Regions from separate parts of the Manis pentadactyla genome. Here region 2 is linked to region 1. A link is a contact called in public Hi-C data. All regions are on one chromosome and are shown on one strand. The core of a region is the stretch at or near the end of the contact, and the rest is flanking DNA. Distances in the headings are between cores, read along the strand shown.

Region 1 (6,196 bases), core at 2,409-4,908:
AGCCCGTTTTAACCCTTATGTATATTAAGTACTGTACAGGTCAGATTTTTCATCCATGTCTGTCTTTTGATTAAAGGAAAAAAGGATGGTAAATTTTCAAATATTACAAAATAGGAAAATCCTGTTAATCCTGTCAAAATGGGGAAGGTAGGGCTTATATGAAACAATGAGAAGTCTGAAGTACTATGAAATTGATTAAATATCAGAAATTAGGTAAATTAGGATTTAGTTAGGATTTTAAGTAAACCTGATTAATGGATGTGAATTAGAGACTCTGTGTGCTTTGAACGTCTGTAAATTGCTCCAAACATTATATACTGCCAAGACACATACAAAAAGCAAGTGAGTAATTAAAAAACAAAACAAAAATAACTTACATGATAACTTTTTGTCCATAAATCTGAAAAAATAAAAAGGAGACATAACTGATCTTAAAAACTTTAGCATAAAAAAGAACAAAAGTAGGTATAATCAATATAATTTGCTAAAATTTACATAGTAGGAATAAAATTTCAAACAGTAAAAGCCTATGTTGCTGCTGTAAAAGATGAGGGAGTAATGGGCCACCTCAGTCAGTACTTACACAAAGCACTGTAATTTGGGAAGGGCAAGATAATAAAAGGAATGGATCTAAAATATTAATATACATTAAATCAAGTCTTTATACTAATGTGAATTACAAATACATTCTTGTTCAATATTGGCCTAATTTTCAATGACTGGATTTTATAGCCAAAAGAGAAAAAGATTTGGTTATTTCCAAAACCAAACAAAGCTGTTAAGAAACCAGGAGGTAATCAAACCACACCCAATTCAATAGGTATTTTATTTTATAATTGAGACAGTAGTGTTTTATTAAATATTAAGTGGGGCTAATACCCAAAATATGTAAAGAACTCATATGCCTCAACACCAAAAAAACAAATAATTTCGTTACAAAATGGACAGAGGACCAGTTTTCCAAGGAAAACACATAGATGGCCAACAGGCACATGAAAAGATGCTCCACATCCCTAATCATCGGGGAAATGCAAATCAAAATCAAAATGAGATTATCACTTCACACCAGTCAGAATGCCCACCATCTAAACACAAGAAATAACAAGTGTTGGTGAGGATGTGGAGAAAAGGGAGCCCTCCTACACATTTGGTGGTGATGTAAATTGGTCCAGCCACTGTGGCAAGCAGTATAGGTTACTCAAAAACCTAGAAATAGAAATATTATATGACCCAGTAATTCTACTTTTGAGAATTTACCCAAATAGAAAGTATCTGATTTGAAAAGAAAAAAAAAATTAAGCATCCATCTTAAATGTTCAGGATATTCTTCAATACCTAAGTATATTTTAGTAAAATAACTGCATATTTTGAAGCTTTAACAATTTGAATTAAAAAAGAAAATGCCATCTCAGCAAGGCGGTATGAATACTAAGCAATTAAGTCAAACCACTTTTTACCTCTTCCAGTTCTAGGCTAGAAAACCGAAAGTTTCATTCCACTTTAGTGTACAACACATCATACGAGAATTCAAAGATAACTAAGACATGGAGCCTGACAGAAGATGCAAGATACATTTACAAATAAAAATATATAGTATGATGTATTAAATAACCTATTCTAATATATTAAACGAAAGCAAATATAACATACGAGCTTATTTAATCCTTATGACAACTTTAAAGCTACATACGATTATCACCACCATTTCACAAGATGGGGAACTGAGGCTTAGAAAAAGTTAAGTAAAATTGTCCACGGTCACATAGCAGGTGAGAAAGTTTGGGCAAACAGTTTCGTTTGGATGGAGAAGAGGGCATTCAAATACATGTGTGTGTAATATTTGGTGCTTGGATTTCAGATGGAGGAGCTTGGATGCTGGGTGAAGAAGTCTGTACTGTATTAATGCAGTGGTTAAGTTATTAAGGCAGAGCCAGTTATTGCCAAGACTACTTGGCAGTGATTTTTTAAAGAGGTGTGAGGGAAAATGCGGTTAGGCCAGGTTACCTCAACTTCACCATACTGACCTATGTGGCCAGATGATTGTTGTTGAGGGATGTCCAGTGTACTGTAGGGTATTTTGCAGTACCCCTGGCCTCTACCCACCCCATGCTGATACAATCAGACTCCCCACTCACCAGTGAAGAATCAGTTATGCGAAACCACGAGGAGGGTATAAAAGTGTAAAAGATGGCATGTGTGAGAAAGTAAAGGAAGAAACATTTTCAAAGTCATTTTGACTTTCTGACAGGATTTCCTAATTCATGAAATCTAGGTATGAGAAGAGAAAGGTATTAAAACTAGTTTCATCCTCTGAAATTCTCAAGTATCTGTTAAAAATCAGAAAGGAAATCTGAAATTACAAGTACAGCCTGGTCCTTTTGCTAAAAAAGAATTAACCATTTCACCAGTTCCTGATGAATCCAGAGGACACAAGATTTTGCCAAGATCACCAATCAAAGAATATCTTTTAGACCTGCATTTTCACAATAATTTATATTTTTCTTAATGTCAGGCTTATGATTTAATAATTGTCTTTAACAGATTCAAATATAGTTTTTAACCCAAAAGATGGCTTTGATACAAACAGGCACTTACATGCAGAATTATTAAATGAGATTTTTCGAAAGTTTTTTACTTCTTTATGGAGCTAGTAATAAATGAACTATAAACAAGGTGCCCAGGTGGCTGCCACACAAATTGATCCCTGGATCAATTCTGCATAATTTGTGCTAACCAACAACCACTACATGCAGAATTCTAGCATTACATGGTAAATACAAGAAAGAGAAGTACTTTGGAAACATGGTACATGTTAAGTTCAGTCAAGAGTTTTTGAGGAGGTTGAACATTTAAATCGGTCACTGTCTAACGTAGGAATATCCTACTTTAGAGATGATTTTATTGGGTATCGAAAAAGCGACCAACCTATCCTCTAATTAGAAAAATGAATGTTCTCACACATCTCTGTTAACAGAACAAGGTTTCACATGACATTACAGTTTAACAAGTACAAGCAAGCAAGAAAAAGGAATGGGATTACTAAATTAAAGTTCGAAGAAACAGCTACAAACGTGGGTTTTGGTTAAGGTAGATTTTGATTCCTCATATACTACTAAGCATTTTCATTCCACGCACCTCCTTACATAATTACTCTCCAGTCACTTATCTACAACTTAATGCTATTAAAGATGCTCAACAAAAGGATGGCATTCGAGATCTCCAAGTAACGAGGGAGAGAGCACGAGGGAGTGTACTAAGAAGACGTGGGCCAGAAACTCGAGCCAGAGAGGCGAGTCTGCAGAATGGAGGCGCCTTCGCCAGCTTTGGTAACCATGCCGACCAGGCCCTGAAGAGACATTTGCGCGAACTGCAGGCGCGGAAGCGCGGAACCCTGGCCGGTATCTCGGCGGCCTCGGGCGGGAGTAAGGGTGCCAGGCGCACTGATGGGAAATGGAGGAGGACCTAAGAAACTCTAAGCACGCTAAGAAGCTGCCACTTAAGCGCGGTCCTCACATATACTTACTTTTTCAATTCGGGAGGGTGAGCTTTGCTCATGGCGCCCACACCGCGAGCTCAAGGATTCCTCCAAACGAATTCGCAGCCCACTTCACGCTCCCGCGGTAGGCCTGGCGTTTTGCGTCTGACGTCAACGATCCCATTAGCCAATCGGTTGCTGGAAGCTTTCACATTTTCACCTCGCGATACTTAGGGGAAGCCTGATGGAGTCGATCAGCTCTAGCTTCCGGTTGCGTTGCCCGCGACTGGCTAGGATGAAGCGGGTGGGGCCTCAGGGCGTTTTCCTTAATTCTGAGTGTTCTGTTAAGTGTGCGTTCTATAAAACCTCTGGTCTACACCAGTCAATCACTTATCTTTGTGGATCGCATCGGTTATCTTCTTCACATAGACCAAACAGAAATCTCAGGAGTGGGCCTCTATTTCTTGGGCATGTATTTTCACAGTATATTGTCATGCTAAGCCTAGTGTTCCAGCAACATCTTAGTGACCTCTGCAACAGAAGAGCAGGGTGACGGGGCCAGTCTTAAGAATTTTAATCTAGAGCGCGGAAGTGTATTTCCAACCGATGCTCCTGCAATTCTAACACTGCTTCCAGAAGAACCCCCACTTAACGTACCTTGCCTTATATGTAAAATGTTAACTGCAGCACACAAACGCTAATACGTGGTACTCATTTTCAAGTCAAGAGCATTGTGAAAATCGGTCGTCAACTTGTTCTCAGTTAAATCACCCAAAATAGGAGAATTTACTATGAAATAGGGATTACGGAAGAGTTGGCCAAAATAGAGAAATCCTGGTGATTCTAAGTAGGGGACGGTTCTCAGAAGTTCAATTTATTACTAACGTTCAGTAATGGCTATACTTAAATACCCATGGTAATAAAGACAAACTCATACAGTCTGTACTTCTGGTACTCAAAATCCTAGATGTTGCATTTTCTCTAGAGGGGTCATAACTGTGTACCTTTCCACCATTTGCTATTACTGTTTACCTGAAGCTAGGACCTGACATGAGTACTCAATTCTAGCCTTATAGTTTCTGTTTACACTGATGGACTTCAAGACGTAGTGCCCTAGCCTGTTCTCAAAGTTTCCCCCATTTACATTGGATCAGTCCTGTATCCCAACCATAACACTATATTCACTCTTCTGGACCTCTTAAGAAACTTACTTCACATATTACAAAGAAAAGCATCCTAATAAAGTTATATATTCACTGCCCAGATAAAAGGGAAGAAACACAATACTGGAGGAAAAATTAAACTTTATTTTTTAAAATTGAACAAGTAGGAAAATATATCACAGCCCCCAAACAGCACAGACAGGCTCTATTATAATTTCAAGTAGTAAGTTGGTAAAACAACAACTAGGTCCTTATAAAAATGATTAAGGTACCAAAGCTGGGGCAGGAACACTGATTGTTGCAAAGGCCCCAGGCAAAAGCAGTATTTGGTACTGGGGGACTGCCCCTTTTTTGCTCTAAAGGAGTCACAGCTTGCCCCTGAGTCGCTTACATTTTCTCCCTTGACCTTCCTGTTGCCCAGGGACTATATCAATAGGGCTCTGTTATTTCAGGAGGCAGTAATACTGACTGGGTTTATTTCATCCCATTCTGTTCTATGAAAACCCAGTTTTCCCAAATCCAGTACTTTGTAACTCTTAAGCAGCCAACAGTGCCTCTTTCGTTGGTCATTCCTGGATACCGGTATATAGTACAATGAAAACATCCTTTCCCTTCAAGAGAGTGTTATTGCAAGATCGTCTTGTTACTAGCTGCGGATAGCCTCAGGGCCCATCATGGCTGCCAGTGAGAAAAGGTCTGCTTTTCCCACACCCAGTGTGACATTGCCTCTCATGTTTTTGCAGGGTGTCCAGGCTGAAATATGTATGAGTATTTCAAGAAATGCATATCCACATCCTGACTGCCACAAACGGATATCCCTAAGAAACCTTTCAGAGATCTTATCCCAACTACCTCTCCCAACTCCATATCCTAAGTCAACCCTATTCCCTTGTCTATAAAACAAAATCAAGCAAAGCAAAGGCCCAGAAACCATTCTTCCCTTCTAAATTAGTGCTCTCATGGATTTTGTTTTACAATTTATGGAAAATGGCGTGGTGACCCTTCTAGTAAACAGGAGGTTGGCAACAAACAGAAACATTTCTCCTCACACTCTACCAGATAACAGGCAGATGACAGGAAACTGCCAGGCTGTTGGTACCTGTGTACTATTAAGAATCTGGTGCATTGGAGAGTTCTGTCTTGGTACAAGGGAGATGTCTACTGCCAGGAAAGTACTTGCCACATGAAATTTAGGCTATCAAAAACTCTCCTGTGATCTCTCTGACCCAAATTTTAGCACCAGTTTTTTTTCCACTTCACTTTCTAGGGCTGAAACGTAAAGGAACCAGTGTCCAGAGGCAAGTAACATATGTCTTAAACTTGCTGCCATTCTTAATTTCTTCACTCATAAACTTTGCTTAAAAGACCAAAATTCCCACTCCTTTTTTTAAATAGATTCTTGCCCTCAGCCCTCATGGCCAAGGGCAAAGACTTCTATTTTCCAATGGACAAGAGAGACTCCTTCATCTTCTTGGTCATGGTTGGGATGAGATGTATGTGGTCATCCACACACTTGGTCACACAACTCTCCAGCTCCTGCTTCACCTGAAGCTCTTTA
Region 2 (6,176 bases), core at 2,420-4,919, 300 kb before region 1:
TCAATAAATATTTGTTGAATTCGTGAATATAGTTCTCTGACCTTTTTTCACCTGACTGATTCCCTTGATTCGGATGTTAACCTTTAGCTACCTAAGTAATAAATGAACACATTTTTCCTGTAAAAGTTTTAAGACATTATAACAAAGCTAAATCCCTTTGAACAGTACCTACAGGCCTAGTCCTGTTGCCCCTTCACTGTGAATCCTTTGCGGTGTACCCTTCTAGACCTTTGTCAATGCATGTATATATGTAACATTAAGGTGGGAAAGGAAGAAATAGGGTTTTTTTTACACAAATAATAAGTACATATGTAAATAATTATAACTTAATTATTTATGCAGTGCTGCCTTAGAGGTTTCCATGGTAGTAAATGTACTGCTACCTTTTTTTCAAACTGCAGTATAGTATTTTGTGTAATGTGTATACCACTGTTGGTTTAGCCATTTTTTAAATCAAATATTTGTGGAGTGACTAATTTTTTGTAAGGTAGCATTTTTAAAACTTAATGTCTTAATAAATCATGATATTGGAGTATCCAAAATAGCCCAAAGAAGGGGATTGATATTACTGAAGCAGAAAATTCCAGTTCTGATTATTCTACTTCAAAGAACAAAATCAATTCCTCAAAAACTAATAAAAAATTCATTAAAATGAAAATAGTGGTTAGGAGGTATTAAACTCAGTTATAAATAGGGTGTTTTAATTCCCACGATTTTGGAACTTGTTAGACATTTAAGGATGATATTACAAAGTTGTCTTCCTTGCCACTCTGAGGTACCCTTTGAAGAGGCGTATCTGTCAGAATTCCCATAGTATTTAAGGAGCATGCTGCTTAGCACTGACATTTTCATGCTATCCTCTGCCCATCCACAGTATAAGCCCCTCAAAAGGAGACTGTATCTTAGCTTCTAAAAGGTGGCAGTGAAGATTATCTAACAAGTATCTTATATCTTTGTGCTTCCCCATTTTCAACATTCTCTTTTACTTCCATTAGTTTATTTTGATACCTGCTCGAAGATATAAACTACTGTCAGCCCATGTTTGTGCTATTACCCATAGTTTTTAATTAAAATTCTGATAATCTGGAATTCCCAGTTTTTATTTTTGCTGCTGTGTCTATCAGTCAGTACTTATGTAATATGCCTTTGAGGCACCAGGTACTGGGGGACACCATTTGTACTTTGTTTTAGGATTTTCAGTTCTTTCTTCAAAACCTGTGCTTTCAGATTTTTTAACTAGTCATTGTATACATTGGTGTAAAATGATTTCTAGAAAAACAAAACCAAATGTTTTATAGTTACTGCTTGATTTCCAGTAGATGGCACCAAAAGCCCTTTGAGGTTGTTCATGATACTAATTCCTCTTGTTGGTGTTGCTGGATAATGGATCACTTCTCCTCACTACCACAAAGTAACAGGAAGGGTCCGTTCTTTCATCTAATTTTCAGATTGTTATATAACTTAGCATTTTTATTTGGAGTTTAAGATAAACCTGTTGGTGTTTAAATTATTAATTTGCTATTTCTGACTCAGATACAACTTTTTCCTTTTTTTATTTTTTATATGTGTGATTTTCAGCCAGGATGGTTTTAAGTGAAGGATCATGATAACGAAATTAAGAGTGGGTCTTAAAAAGAGTTGTGGGTAGGAGAAAGAATAAATAGACATGCTGAATATTCATAATAAAATTAAAGAGAAAATATAAAAGTATACAAAATCCACAATTGAAATGAAATCAGTGTTTTCTCTATTATGTTTTGGCACATAATTCATTTCATTACGATTTTCAAATATGTTGTACAAATAACCTGCAATTTTAAAATACTCTTTAAAATTTTTATATCCCCATTTTCATTTATTTCTGTGTTGACAACTTTTATCTTCAGTATATGTATTTATTAGTTTTCATAAAAAAATCAACTTTTAGATTCAGTTAACCCATAAAATCAGAAAATAGTTTCCTGTATGTAAAGCATGGGTTACTACATTTACTTATTCTAATTCTGTTGAGTTTATTTAATTTTAATGGATTTGTCAACCATTAAAAAGGACACATTTAAAATTTTCCCATCATAATTGTACATACAAGTTTCTCCTTTTTCCCCAGTGTTTGAGGATCAGTGTTTTGTGACTCAGTCTGGAAATGTTTCTTAACTGTTGTTTTTAGAACAACTGGCAGGGGAGCCTTGGTTGCGTGGGCTCTGGGTGGAAGAGATTTAGGTTCAGCTTCCATCTCCAGCCAAATGGATGATGAGGTAAGTCATTCAGCTTCCCTGGGCCTCAGGTTCCTCACGTGTAAAATAAAGATAATTAACACACCTAATGCGGTTTTGTTACAGATTATAGAGATAACGTAGGCAAATTACCTAACACATACTAAGGTATTGTTTTCATATATTGGCAACAGCAAACTTTTTTTTAAAGGTTTGTGAAATATGTTCATGCTTTATTCATTTCTATATTCAGGTTCTCAACTTACCGAAAATTTTATTCCAACTTTTTTAAGTGGACATGTCAGTATGTTAATAATGTAACTTGGGTCTCAAGATAGCTCTCATCTCATAAATCTTGATAGGCTTAAGGAACAATCCTTAAACGTTTCGTTCTTTAAACATTTATATTGATACAAACACCATTTTTAGCTATCTTGAAGTATCCTTGAATGTTTTCATCTAGAATTAAAGGGGAAGGAAAGACCCTGGAAGAGCTCTTTAGGTCAGAGAATCTGGGAGACTGAGCGTCATTCTGTAGGCACGGGAAGTTTCTGAGCTTTAAAACCCACTCGCGTGAGGGAGTAACGCCAGCACCTGGGCGTAGGGAGTACCTTGTGGGAGGCGCTCAGTGCCGCTTACAGCCACCAGACTCCAGCGCTTTCCGAGAGAGAACGCTGAGACCAAGCTTTTCCCTTCAAGGCTCACCAGGCCGGCCCCCCACCGGGATTTTGGTGCCGCTCTCCCTTCTGGAGACTTACTCAAATCCCTCTACCGTCCCCGTCTCGGGAAGCCTGGAACCTCTGAGCCGCGGCCGCCAGACCGAGGACTCTGGTTCCGAAACCGAGTGGGGCAGAGCTCCCAGGCAACGCGCGGTAACAACCTTCCACTTCAGAGGCGCCCAGCAGGGCCCCGCAACTTTTCCCCTGGGACAGGTCCTGGCAACAGGCCCCAGGCGGGGCAGGGTGGAGCCGAGTTCCGCGGCCGCCGGTGAATCAGCGCTGCTCGACTCCCGGTCTGCCCCGGTAGCCAATGCCAGATCCAGGGAGGAGTAGCCGGGCCGGGGACCCCCAGCCACTCAGGGCTCTCTGGGTCTGGAGAAAGGTGACGTCATCGTAGCTGGGAGGTTTCAGAAGGTTTCACCAATGGGAAACAGGCAAAGTGGCTTGCTTTCTGTAGCTTTTGGCCAATGGGAACAAAATAGAAGGGGCCTGGTTGTCGGTATAGACCCAATGGAAAATAGGGAAGGAGTACGAGGCGGAGTTGCTAGCACTGTCACCAATTGGAAAGAGGGGGTGCAGCCCGGGCCTTGTCAAGTGTGACCAACCCGGGAGAGGAGCGGACCCCAGGGGGCGTGGCCCTGATGCCCTTTCCCAATCGGACAAGCTCAGGGGCTGGGCATTCTTTGGGGTACCCAATGAGGAACGCAGCCGAAGAGAGCCTGTCAAGAGAAGGGGCTGGGGGCGGGGGGATGGTGAGCCGGGGATAAACACTGCGCGACGGTGGCGGCTGCTGCTTTTCTCCGGGTTCTGTCACGGTGTGTGTGGTGCCCAGCTCACCTGCCCCCTCCCCCTTCTTGCGAGCGTGGTCGCCGGAGAGGCTCTCTCAACCCTGTTCTGCGGGGTCCACAGCGGGGCGAGGGTGTCCGGCGGCGGTGAGCTCGTGAGCCCGTGAGCAGTGGGGGTTGGTCCCGTGGCTCCGGCCCCCGGTGCAGAATGGCGGCGGCGGTTCGGATGAACATCCAGATGCTGCTGGAGGCGGCCGACTACCTGGAGCGGCGGGAGAGAGGTGCACGGGGACGGGAGGGGTTCGGGCCGAGACCCGGCCAGGGCTCTGAGGGTCCTGGCCGCGGGTCGGGGCTCTGAGGGTCCTGGCCGCGGGTCGGGGCTCCCAACCACTCTGGGGATGGTTGGAGGCTCGAAGAGGGCGACCGCGAGCGCTCCCAACCTCTCCAGTTCTCTCCACGCGCGGTCCGCTGGGAGGCTGCCGCTGCCCCAAAGGCAATGAATGAGTGTGGCAAAGGGGCCGCTGCCCACCGAGGTCCCAAGCGTGACCCCTTCTTCCCTTCACCCCGTGGCTAGTGGGGTGCCCGGGGACCGCTCAGCCAGGCCCTTGGTTTACCTCAGCGGGGCTTGCCCCGGCCGGCCCCTACGTGGGCCTGCTGGAGGAGCAGCGCCTCTCCTGTACGGCCCCGCAACCCCCGACCCTGACTCCCGGTGTTTGCCTAGCATCTTCGCCTGAAGCTGGTCCCACTTAACACACACCAACCTGCTGGACGTTGCCAACGGGAAACCCAGGCTCCATGAGCTTGGCGACTTATGTGTCTTTCTCAACAATGAGCAACTAGAATGCTCCTTACACCTGCTCCGAACAGAGGGTGTTCGCACAATTTTAAAAAACAGTCATTGTTCTAAGAATTCCACGTTGCTCCGTTTATTTTCACATTATTCTTTTAATGAAAAATAAGTACATTTTGAAAAGGAAATACTGTGTAGGGGAAAGAGTATTGAGTGTTTTGGGCTCATTCATTAACTGGATCCTCCGGTTTTCTAGAAGCTGAACATGGTTATGCCTCCATGTTACCATACAATAACAAGGACAGAGATGCCTTAAAACGGAGGAACAAATCCAAGAAGAATAACAGCAGTAGCAGGTAATTTGGTAAATATTTCTCTTTCTCTTTTAGATTATACTGCAAATGACACAAACTGCAGAATGGAAGTTGCCTGTTGTAATTATAACCCTGTAAATTAAGTGACTATCATGATTCAGTAATGTATACATGGTCTTAAGCCATTTGAGGAAGCAGCCCTTCTGTTTGGGGTTAGGGAACTGAAGAAAAGAGAGAAATGGAAATGTTTGATATTTCTTTATGAACTTTCTAAAAAATTTAATTGTGGTTTTCTTCCCTTTTGAAACAAAACTCTATGAAAACTTCCAGTGAGATCAGCAACACTGACAGTATTTTGCCTTCAAAAGTTGCAGATTCTTTTTCTATAATTGAAAGTTTAATTGTTTTCTATATATTGAAAAAGCTGGACATTATTTCTCTTGATTTTTCATAGTGAAGATTTTATAAACGTTACAGTATCTGACTTGACATAGGTGGTAGGATTTCATATTGACATACAAATTCAGTGGTTTATCTGATGAATTTTTCACATCTGTGTATAATGGCAAAGAGGAATGATTAAGGTTAAAACCTACCTTTTTGGTGATAGAAGAGTATATAACATTAATATACTAGTATACCACCACCTTTTTATGTTAGCCTCATAGTTTTTTAAATCTCTGAATCTCACTGGAAAGTATTTGGTTCATGGTCAATGAAATCACATATTAAAGCCATGAACATAGTCCCTGGTACATGTAAGTACCCCATTAATGCTATTGCCCCTTTTTTCCCTTAAAATAAGTTAACTAGGAAGCCTGTTTTATGAGATCTTTTTGAATTATACCTTTCATTCCAATAAATTAAAATCACTGATATTTTCATCACTGATTTAGAATCCTTATCCCTCTCCCATCCTCATGAATAACTCCCTGCATGTAACTATTATCTGTTCAGCTTTGTGGCACAATACAGACCACTAGAAGCCAGAAGGTTCCCACTTGAGCCTAAAACTCAATTTGTTCTTGCTGCCACTTCTGTCCTTGATTCACCCCATTGTCCTTAGTGTTGGTAGAACCACAGGATGTGAGTACCTCTTGAATAGGAAGGCATGGAAGGCACGTGAAGGATGAACCTGGTAATTAACTACCTGGTGGTTTTGCCTCTCCCATCTTTAGCATTAACCTGAAGGTGGTAGCCAATAAGTGTGCATGGGTACTAAGGCACCCATTCATAAGAAAGATATGAATAATCACTTGTATTATGCAATGGTATAAAATAACTTAGCTGTGTTGTGTTTTGTTACAGTATTGGTTTTTAAAGTTTTATATATAAGAACTTTGAAAAGGTTTGGT

Evidence for each region. Hi-C and Micro-C count contacts between places; a contact is called where the count stands out from the background.
Region 2: a Hi-C map of blood shows a contact between it and region 1, with 5 times the contacts expected there. The contact joins the promoter of MXD1 here to the promoter of SNRPG in region 1. A contact is called at or near these places in 3 of 3 Hi-C or Micro-C datasets (blood, fibroblasts and skin fibroblasts).

Annotation. Positions count from the first base shown.
Region 1 is chr2:176,464,802-176,470,997 of mManPen7.hap1, reverse strand. It overlaps SNRPG (small nuclear ribonucleoprotein polypeptide G), which reads right to left and starts at 3,658. Exons shown (of 4, transcript XM_036908301.2): 1 at 3,524-3,658; 2 at 378-400. The coding sequence starts at 3,555. FAM136A (family with sequence similarity 136 member A) reads right to left here. Exons shown (of 3, transcript XM_036908303.2): 3 at 4,762-6,196. The coding sequence ends at 6,073.
Region 2 is chr2:176,768,685-176,774,860 of mManPen7.hap1, reverse strand. It overlaps MXD1 (MAX dimerization protein 1), which reads left to right and starts at 3,669. Exons shown (of 5, transcript XM_057497108.1): 1 at 3,669-3,998; 2 at 4,764-4,863. The coding sequence starts at 3,926. It overlaps SNRNP27 (small nuclear ribonucleoprotein U4/U6.U5 subunit 27), which reads left to right. Exons shown (of 9, transcript XR_008995807.1): 9 at 1-27.